Regions from separate parts of the Sus scrofa genome. Here all the other regions are linked to region 3. A link is a contact called in public HiChIP or PLAC-seq data. All regions are on one chromosome and are shown on one strand. Each heading gives the region's core, a stretch centred on a gene start, on an enhancer-like site or on the middle of the called end of the contact. The rest is flanking DNA. Distances are from core to core; before and after follow the strand shown. Region 1 has its middle 37 kb from the start of EDN1. Region 2 has its middle 57 kb from the start of EDN1. Region 3 overlaps HIVEP1 (zinc finger protein 40).

Region 1 (2,700 bases), core at 127-2,626, 180 kb before region 3:
CAAAATGCAATGACGAGACACACGTGGGATAGACATCAGAGGGAGAAATCAGAAAGAGGGAGAGTCAGGTCCTGAGCAAAGCAAAACCCATTAGATGTTAAAGCTCAGGGATAACCTTCTTGGAGTTCTGTTGTGACACAGTGGAAGAGAATCCAACTAGCATCCATGAGGATGCGGATTTGATCCCTGGCCTTGCCCAGTGGTTCGGGAATCCGGCATTGCCATGAGCTATGGTATAGTTTGTCATTGAGGCTCGGATCCTATGTTGCTGTGGCTGTGGTTTAGGCCAGCAGCTGCAGCTCCAATTCGACCCCTGGCCAGAGAAATTCCATATGCCACAGGTACAGCCCTAAAAACCAAAGGGGAAAAAAAAAAATAAGAAGAATCCTCTCTTGGAGGCCCAGTGTGGCTCGGTGGGTTAAGACCAAAACATGGTGTCCATGAGGATGTGGGTTCGGTTCGATCCGATCCCTGGCCTCTCTTGGTGGGTTAAGGATCGAGCATGGCCAGAAGCTGTCATGTAGGTTGCAGACGTAGCTCAGATCTGGTGCTGTGGCTGTGGTGTAGGCCAGCAGCTGTAGCTCTGATTCGACCCCTAGCCTGGGAATTTCCATATGCCATGGGTGCAGCTCTAAAAAGAAAAAAAAAGAATAATCTTCTCTGACCTGGTGCTCATCCTCTCGGGCCTCCTGGGACAGCAGTGTCATCACAATGGGCCTAGGTCGCGGCCCTGCCCAAGAGGCAGGCCCTGGCCTGCTAATGAGAACCTTTGAAACCAAAGAGGAACCAGCCCTGCTCCCTAGGCTTCTGTGATAATCCTGATGGCCTCTGAGTCACCTTTGGCACCATTCTTCCCTTTTCTTGAAGGATAAATCAAGTTTACAATTGGATAGCTCTATTGTCCAGTCTATAGAATCCCAGAGGCCTGACTGCCTCACTCTTCTATGTTCCCTGTTCCATTTGGTCCCAGCTGGCAAGGTTTCTGGTGGTATAATCCCATCTCCATCCTGGTTTCTGGGAAAATGGCTCATTAAATTCGTGGTTTACACCCCTCCTGATCCCCTTATCAAATGAATAAGAACACCTTTCGTGATCTCTTCAGTGTGCCTTCTTCAATTTTGCAAAATGGATAGGCTGAGAATTGTCCACATCGTCAAGCTCTGGTTCCTTTTTGTTTAACAATTCCTTCAATTTCCTCTGTCCTCTTGCATTTTGCTGTAGGCAGTAAGGAGCTCGTAAGCTATGTCTTCAACTGTGCTTAGAACTCTCCTCGGCTAAATATCCAGTTACGTCACTCCCAAGGTCTAAGTTACACAAAACATGAAAACAGAATTCAGCCAAGTTCTTTGCCGCTTTGTCACGAGGCTTGCCTTTCTTCCAGTTTTTGATGCTCTGTTCCTCATTTCTCTCTGAAACTTCATTAGAACGTCCTGCAGGGTCCATAGTTCCACCACCATTCTGTTCATGGTGAAATATGTGTTCCCTAAGATGACAGAGGCTTTCTCTCTAGCCCCCTTGCCCCTTTTCCTTCTGAGCCCTCATCAAAATTGCTTCAATGTCTACATTTCTATCCATAGTCCTTTCGAGGCAACCGAAGCGTTTTCTACCGTGCACCTCAAAACTCTTCTAGACCTCACCCTGCACCCCGTGCCAAAGCCACTTCCACATTTTTAAGCCTTTGTAATAGAAGCACCTCATTCTCTGTACCAACACTTGTCTTTGGTTGCCGTAACAAAATACCACAAACTGGGTTGCTTAGCAGAAATGTGTTTTCTCATAGTTCAGGAGTCTAGATTCCACTTTCTGGTTGCAGATGGCTGCCTTCTTGCTCCACCCACATGCCGCCTTCCCTCTGGGGCCCCCAGGGGTGGGGGCTGGAGTGGGGAGAGAAAGAGCCCTGGTGCCTTCTCCTCTTCTTAGAAGGACAAGTTGTGTAGGAGAACTAAGGCTTCACTCTTACGGCTTCATTTAACCTTGATCACTCCTTATAGACCCATCTCCAAACACGGTCCCATCAAGGCTTAGGGCTTCCACACGTGAATTTAAGGGTTACAGCATTCAATCCATAAGACATGTACAAACAGGAATTCTTCATGAGAATGCTTCTAAAGTTCTCCTTTTTTGCTATAATCCTGGTATTTATTATCGTCCCTTGCTTTAACTCCCTTGAAATTTCCTAGACCAATGCAATTCCCACTTCCAGGAACAGTCATCCTGTGTTGCATGAAAATGTGTTATGAATGTATAAGACTAGCCCTCTTGGGGACCAACATTTGCTGTTCAGCCACAGTGTTTACATACGCCGTCTGCTGGGCAGTGGTTTAGATCCACATGAGGAGATGGGCTCCCAGAAAACAAGAAGATGCTGTGGCCTGGAAAGGGATCCCTGCAACCCAGCCAGGGCAGAACCCTGCACACCACAGAAACAGGGGTCTAGAACATGGCCCGCTACTAGGGTCAGCTCTGAGAAGTATGAGAAAAACATCAGTACCGTGCTTTTACGGTGGACAGGACATTTCCAAAAAGTCATTTAATTACCTCATGTTTATTGAGCACCTGCTTTGCACTGCTCTAGATTCTATTCAGATGCAAATAAATAACACCGAACAGTGTTACATAATAGCAATTGACTTACAAAGATCTTGTAAAGCAGACAGAGTAAGTAGTATTATCCCCAGCTGGAATCGGAAAAACGGAGTT
Region 2 (2,700 bases), core at 137-2,636, 160 kb before region 3:
TTCCTTTGGCCAGAACTGGGAGCCATGGCCCTGGCGAGCTGGCAGATACACCAGGAAAATGATTCTCTGCCCTTGTCAGACTCTACAACGGGAGGCAACTCTGCCAAGAGAGGGGAGGAAGGCGTGGCTTTTGATGGGAAGCTGTAGCAAATTCCAGAGCTGTATTTTATTACAGCACCTTCTGCACACACTCCTGCCATCCACAGAGGATAAATGAGCATCTCGGAGCTGGAGACGACCAAGAACCAGAGTGATGTTAGCCTAGACTCACCTCGCTAGAGAAAGGCACAGAATAGCTTGGTTAAACTAAATCCACACTCGCCTAAATCAATCTTTTTTTTTTTTTTTTTTCTGCACGACTTAGAAACTTTGTTCATAAATCTATCCCTAAGCATACTCATAGGTGATGTGAATCATTGATGCAGTGCTTGCAATATGCCATCCCGGAAGGAGCCATGATCCTGGGCGGGGCTAGGCTTACCTGCACCCTGTGTCTACCTGGGGGCTTTCAGACAACTCTCCTTGGACTCCTGCCTTGCCATTTGGCCACCCGCATGCACACATGTGTGCCAGCCACCCTTTCCCCTTTCTACCTGCCAGGGTGCTGGTGTAAGAGGATTCTACCTGGACGACTGTGCCCTTTGCAGTTGTTATTATTAAAGATGAATCTTTCCTCTTTCTCAGACCAGGAGCAGAATGTTACCTCTTCACGGCTTCATTCTTTCATCACCTCAGAACTGTTCCAGGTTTGTCCCTCCCCCATGAGGGCGCTAGGTCGGAGTTCCCAGTTGCTGTTTGCACAGGAGAGAGAGGCAGGCAGGCAGGCGCCCCCCAGATACTGGTTATTTTCTGTTTCTTTCTCATGCTTATTGGCACATGCTAATGACCCTGCCAGACCCCCAGGCGATGACAAATCTGGAGTGCTACCCTCTTGCCCACTAAGATGGAGTGGTGTGTAGCCATCAGCCTCTTCTGTTCTCATCACAGACTCTGCCTATTGTATTCTCAACTCCCTCTATCAAATCCCTGCTCAGGCTGCTCTCCTGTGAGAGCAGGGTTTACGGCTGTCTCTGCGGCTGACGGTGCGGTTTGGTGACTCCAACTGCAAGAGGGGCTTATTGTTAAGTAGAACAGACTTCACTCCGGAGACTGATTTGCCAAATGTCCAGTGGAAGGTGTAGGGAGACGGGAAGAGAGGCAGCGAGGTTGGGGGGGAAGGGGGAGAAGGAACGGAGAGGAGAATTTCTACTAAACCCTTCAGTGAAGGGAAAGATGAATTGGAGACTCTCATGCTATGTCTTTAATGTTGCAAAGTCATTGTCTGCTCTCCTGCTCTCAATCCCAGCTCGCTGCACCGCCACTTGCAGCTTTATTGTGCCAAACTCCACCTGACGCCTCACCCCTCCCCGCTCCGTGATTGTGATTCTGGAGGCTGGTGTGAATGACGAAACGAGGGTAGGAGGAAGGAAAGAGAAACTGGGAGAGAGGCAGATGGAAAAGGGAAAATGAAAGACGGGTATCAAAAAATACAGTCATGACACCATTACCCCATTACACTGAAAAGCATGCGAAACTGAAAGCTATCGTGTAGAGGGATCTACAAATGAAAGAATAAAGACATGAGGGGAAAGACAGGCACGGAGCCGAGAGCCTTTATCCAGGGGCTGCGGTTAGAGAGGCTACATTGTGGGGTTCAATGCTATTTCACACCTTCACCTGGGAGATAAAAACAGGAGTGTTGTATTTTTTTCATTATATATGCATGCATATAAAATTTGTTTTTGACGTCCACATCATGATATTTTGCTGCATGAAGGAAAGATAATTTTTTAAATAGAGAAGAGGATGGTGAGGGTACGAACGGAATGGATGATGGAGGCGCAAAACCCCACAAAGACCGTGATTATGGGGGCTACCTAACTCCATCGCATGGATGCATCACAACTTACTTAACTAATCTAATATCCAAGAAGTTAAACTCCTTCTCTCTCTCTCTCTCTCTTTTTTTTTTTTTTTGGTTATAAATAACAACACAATGAAAAATGTATTTTCCTCAAATAGTTTCCATAGGAGAGATTCCTAGAGGTGAATGATGAAACCAAGAATATAAACATTTTCATGAAACTTAATTCCAATTGCCCTGTGTCTAACAGATAGAGATAATGCGTAGGAGTTGATTACTTTCTTTCTTTTTTTTTTTTTTTTTGGTTTTTTTAGAGCCACGCAGGAGGCATATGGAGGTTCCCAGGTTGAATCAGAGCTACAACTGCCAGACACAGCCACAGCCACAGCCATGCCAGATCCGAGCCACATCTGCAACCTGCACCACAGCTCATGGCGACGCCAGATCCTTGGTCCACTGAGCAAGGCCAGGGATTGAACCTGTGTCCTCATGGATACTAATCGGGTTTGTAAACTACTGAGCCATGATGGGAACTCCAGGAGTTGACTGCTTTCTGTTTGCCTCCTCCTTCCCAGCCCTGACCCTAAGATGGACTCTTTTTCTGCTCTGCTTTATGTCCTAGAAAGTTCACCAGTAAGAACTTCATTATACCACCTGAGATTTTTTTGTATATGTGAAATGTTTCATGACGTATTTTTAAATAATAATGAAATATCATTAAGACAACAAAGGCCAATGGATTGGCAGCATCTCCTTTTGTGAGTCGTGGAAGCTCAGAATTCGTGTGTGAACTGGAG
Region 3 (2,700 bases), core at 153-2,652:
CCTATCTTTCATTTTTATTTTTTAATTTTTTTTTAACAGCTGAACCTGCAACATATGGAAGTTCCTAGACTAGAAGCTGAACTGGAGCTGCAGCTGTAGACTACACAAAGCCATAGCAGTGCCAGATCCTTGCATGCATCTGTGACCTACACTGTAGCCTCTGGCAATGCCAGATCCTTAACTCACTGAGCAAGATGAGGATGGAACCCACATCCTCATGGACACTATGTTGGGTTCTTTACCCACTCAGCCACAATGGGAACTCCTCACTTTTCCTTAGTATGTATGTATGTATGTATGTATGTATGCATGTCTTTTTAGGACTGCACTCTTCGCATAGGGAGGTTCCCTGGCTAGGGGTCAAATCGGAGCTGTAGCTGCTGGTCTATACCACAGACACAGCAACATGGGATCCAAACTATGTCTGTGACCTACACCACAGCTCAAGGCAACACCAGATCCTTAACCCACTGAGCGAGGCCAGGGATTGAACCCCGGTCCTCATGGATACTAGTCGGGCTTAATAACCACTGAGCCATGACAGGAACTCCCACTTTTCCGTATCTTTTAAAAAGCAACTCGATTTTCAGCCAACTCACTGGGTATCTATGAGCAGTCGAGCAGAAGCTTTCCAAAATGCATTGTGCAACCTGATGTACACAAGGCCCAGGGTCGTGCCTGCCACAGGGGGACACTCACAACACTTCCAGAGGAAATGCAGCAATCACAAAATGAGACATCAATAAATCCTCTCCCTCAACACAACTTTTAAAGCGAGACAAAACTGCAAACAAACAAACGAAAAATGCTTCAGCACTCTGGAGGTCAGTGAAAGCCATACACAGAAATGTGTCTTCATGAAAAGCACCAAACTTCATTTAAGACCAGCACGGCACATGCCCACAGCCTTTCCGCTCTGGGCTATTCAGGTCCCCTCACCCTCAGCTCCATCAGTTTAACTGAGGGGGCTCAGCTGAGAAAGCCAACAGCTTCACTGCCACTGCCAGGCTGGACTCACTAGATCCAGGCTGCTGTCAGTTAAAGAGGCAATCCCATTAGTGGGAGAACACAGGCCTAGGGCCCTACTAGCCTGAGGATAAGGTCATGGTGGGTCAAGCAAGAGACCAGATCAGCCAGGAGTTCTGGGAGGTGAGACAGCTCTCCATGGATATCCCAGGCTAACCAGAGATTCTGCACACACATCAGAGATGCCAGAGTGGATTCACATGCCTCTCCCCCAACATCCCTTGCTGGCATTGGCACACACAAAGATGTGAGGGGGGCCAGCTGAAAGTAAAAGGCAAGGCAGACACAATAATTGCCTGAAATGTGAATGTCCTCCCCGGCCCTACATGAATCCACCAGCAGAGAGCAAAAGCTCTACTGACTGTGTCAACATCTGATTAGTCTTTGGCTGAACACAAAATTATGTCGCAACAAGGGTAACCACTGGGAAGCTAGGCTTAAAAGTAACAACAACAACAAAAAGAGACAAAAAACAAGTTGAACAAGAGACATCAGCAGCCAAGCAATATGGGAGCGACAGCCTTCACAGACTGACTCTGGGAAAGTTACTAAACAAACAACAGAAATGACAATTCTTGAGCAGACAAGAATCAGAATCCAGAGTTGCTACAAACTATTGCCTGAAATGTAAGAAGGTCTACAAAAAACTTGGAGACATGAAAATAAACAAGAGAGCATGACCCATACTCAGGAGGGAAAAAGGCAGTCAATAGAAACTATCCCTAGAATTCCCAAATGTTGGAATTTACAGGACAAGACTTCAGACACACACACACACACATCGGAAGAACTGAAGGAAATCATGTTCAAAGAATTAAAGTATGACAATAACTCAACAAATAGAGAATCTCAACAAGAGATAGAAATTGCAAAAAAGAACCAAATGGAAACTGGCATTGGTAAGTACAGTAAATGGAAAGAAAAATCTACTAGAGGGACTCAACAGCAAATGTGAACTGGCATAAGAAAAAACTGGGACAACTGAGAATAGCTCAAAGGAAATTAACCAACCTGAGGAACAAAGAAATAAGATCAAAGAAAAATAAACAGAACCTCCGAGACCTGTGAAACAACATCTAGCTTACCAACATATATGTAAGGGGAGAAGAGAAAAGGGTGGAAAAAAATATGTGAAGAAACAATGGCCTAAAATGTCCCCAATTTGATAAAAAAGACAAACTCACTGATCTCCATATCTAAGAACTCCAAACAGGATAAACACAATGAGATCCAAATCTAAACTCAGTGCTCAAGCTGCAGAAGGCCAAAAACAAAGAGGAAAAACTTGAAAACGGCACGCAAAAACCAACCCATCATGCAGAGAAACACGTGACTTCTCATCAGAAACAATCGAGGACCAAGGGCAATGGGATATGCAGAGTGCTGGGGGGAAGGGGAGCTACCAGCCAAGAATTCTACAACCAGAAAACCCTCTTCAAAACTGAACGAGAAAAAAAAGACACCCCATGACCTTTTGAAAAGATAAATTTATTGACAGAAGATATGCCTTACAAAAATGCTACATGAAGGAGTTCCTTTGTGGCTCAGTTAGTGACCCGGCATTGTCACTGCTGTGGCTCGGGTTGCTGCTGTGGCACAGGTTCAGTCTCTGGCCCGGGAACTTCCACACGCTGTGTGCACAGCCAAAAAAAAGAAGAAAAAAATGCTATACGA

Evidence for each region. HiChIP or PLAC-seq counts read pairs in DNA pulled down with a chosen protein or histone mark.
Region 1: an H3K27ac HiChIP or PLAC-seq map of alveolar macrophages shows a contact between it and region 3. The contact joins two enhancer-like sites. A contact is called at or near these places in 1 of 47 Hi-C or Micro-C datasets (embryonic fibroblasts) and 1 of 2 datasets of contacts at active chromatin or transcription factors (alveolar macrophages).
Region 2: a contact with region 3 is called in an H3K27ac HiChIP or PLAC-seq map of alveolar macrophages. The contact joins two enhancer-like sites. A contact is called at or near these places in 1 of 47 Hi-C or Micro-C datasets (embryonic fibroblasts) and 1 of 2 datasets of contacts at active chromatin or transcription factors (alveolar macrophages).

What each region holds. Positions count from the first base shown.
Region 1 is chr7:8,713,742-8,716,441 of Sscrofa11.1, reverse strand. No RefSeq gene overlaps it. Among named protein-coding and RNA genes, the nearest start is that of EDN1, 37 kb to the left of the region's middle. Within about 2 kb of position 1,376, at least 8 of the 83 cell types and tissues checked have an H3K27ac peak or open chromatin away from gene starts, as enhancers often do. A contact at or near this core is called in alveolar macrophages, where this site is marked.
Region 2 is chr7:8,693,592-8,696,291 of Sscrofa11.1, reverse strand. No RefSeq gene overlaps it. Among named protein-coding and RNA genes, the nearest start is that of EDN1, 57 kb to the left of the region's middle. Within about 2 kb of position 1,386, at least 18 of the 83 cell types and tissues checked have an H3K27ac peak or open chromatin away from gene starts, as enhancers often do. A contact at or near this core is called in alveolar macrophages, where this site is marked.
Region 3 is chr7:8,537,078-8,539,777 of Sscrofa11.1, reverse strand. The region is part of intron 2 of HIVEP1 (zinc finger protein 40); the gene reads right to left. Among named protein-coding and RNA genes, the nearest start is that of HIVEP1, 23 kb to the right of the region's middle. Within about 2 kb of position 1,402, at least 15 of the 83 cell types and tissues checked have an H3K27ac peak or open chromatin away from gene starts, as enhancers often do. A contact at or near this core is called in alveolar macrophages, where this site is marked.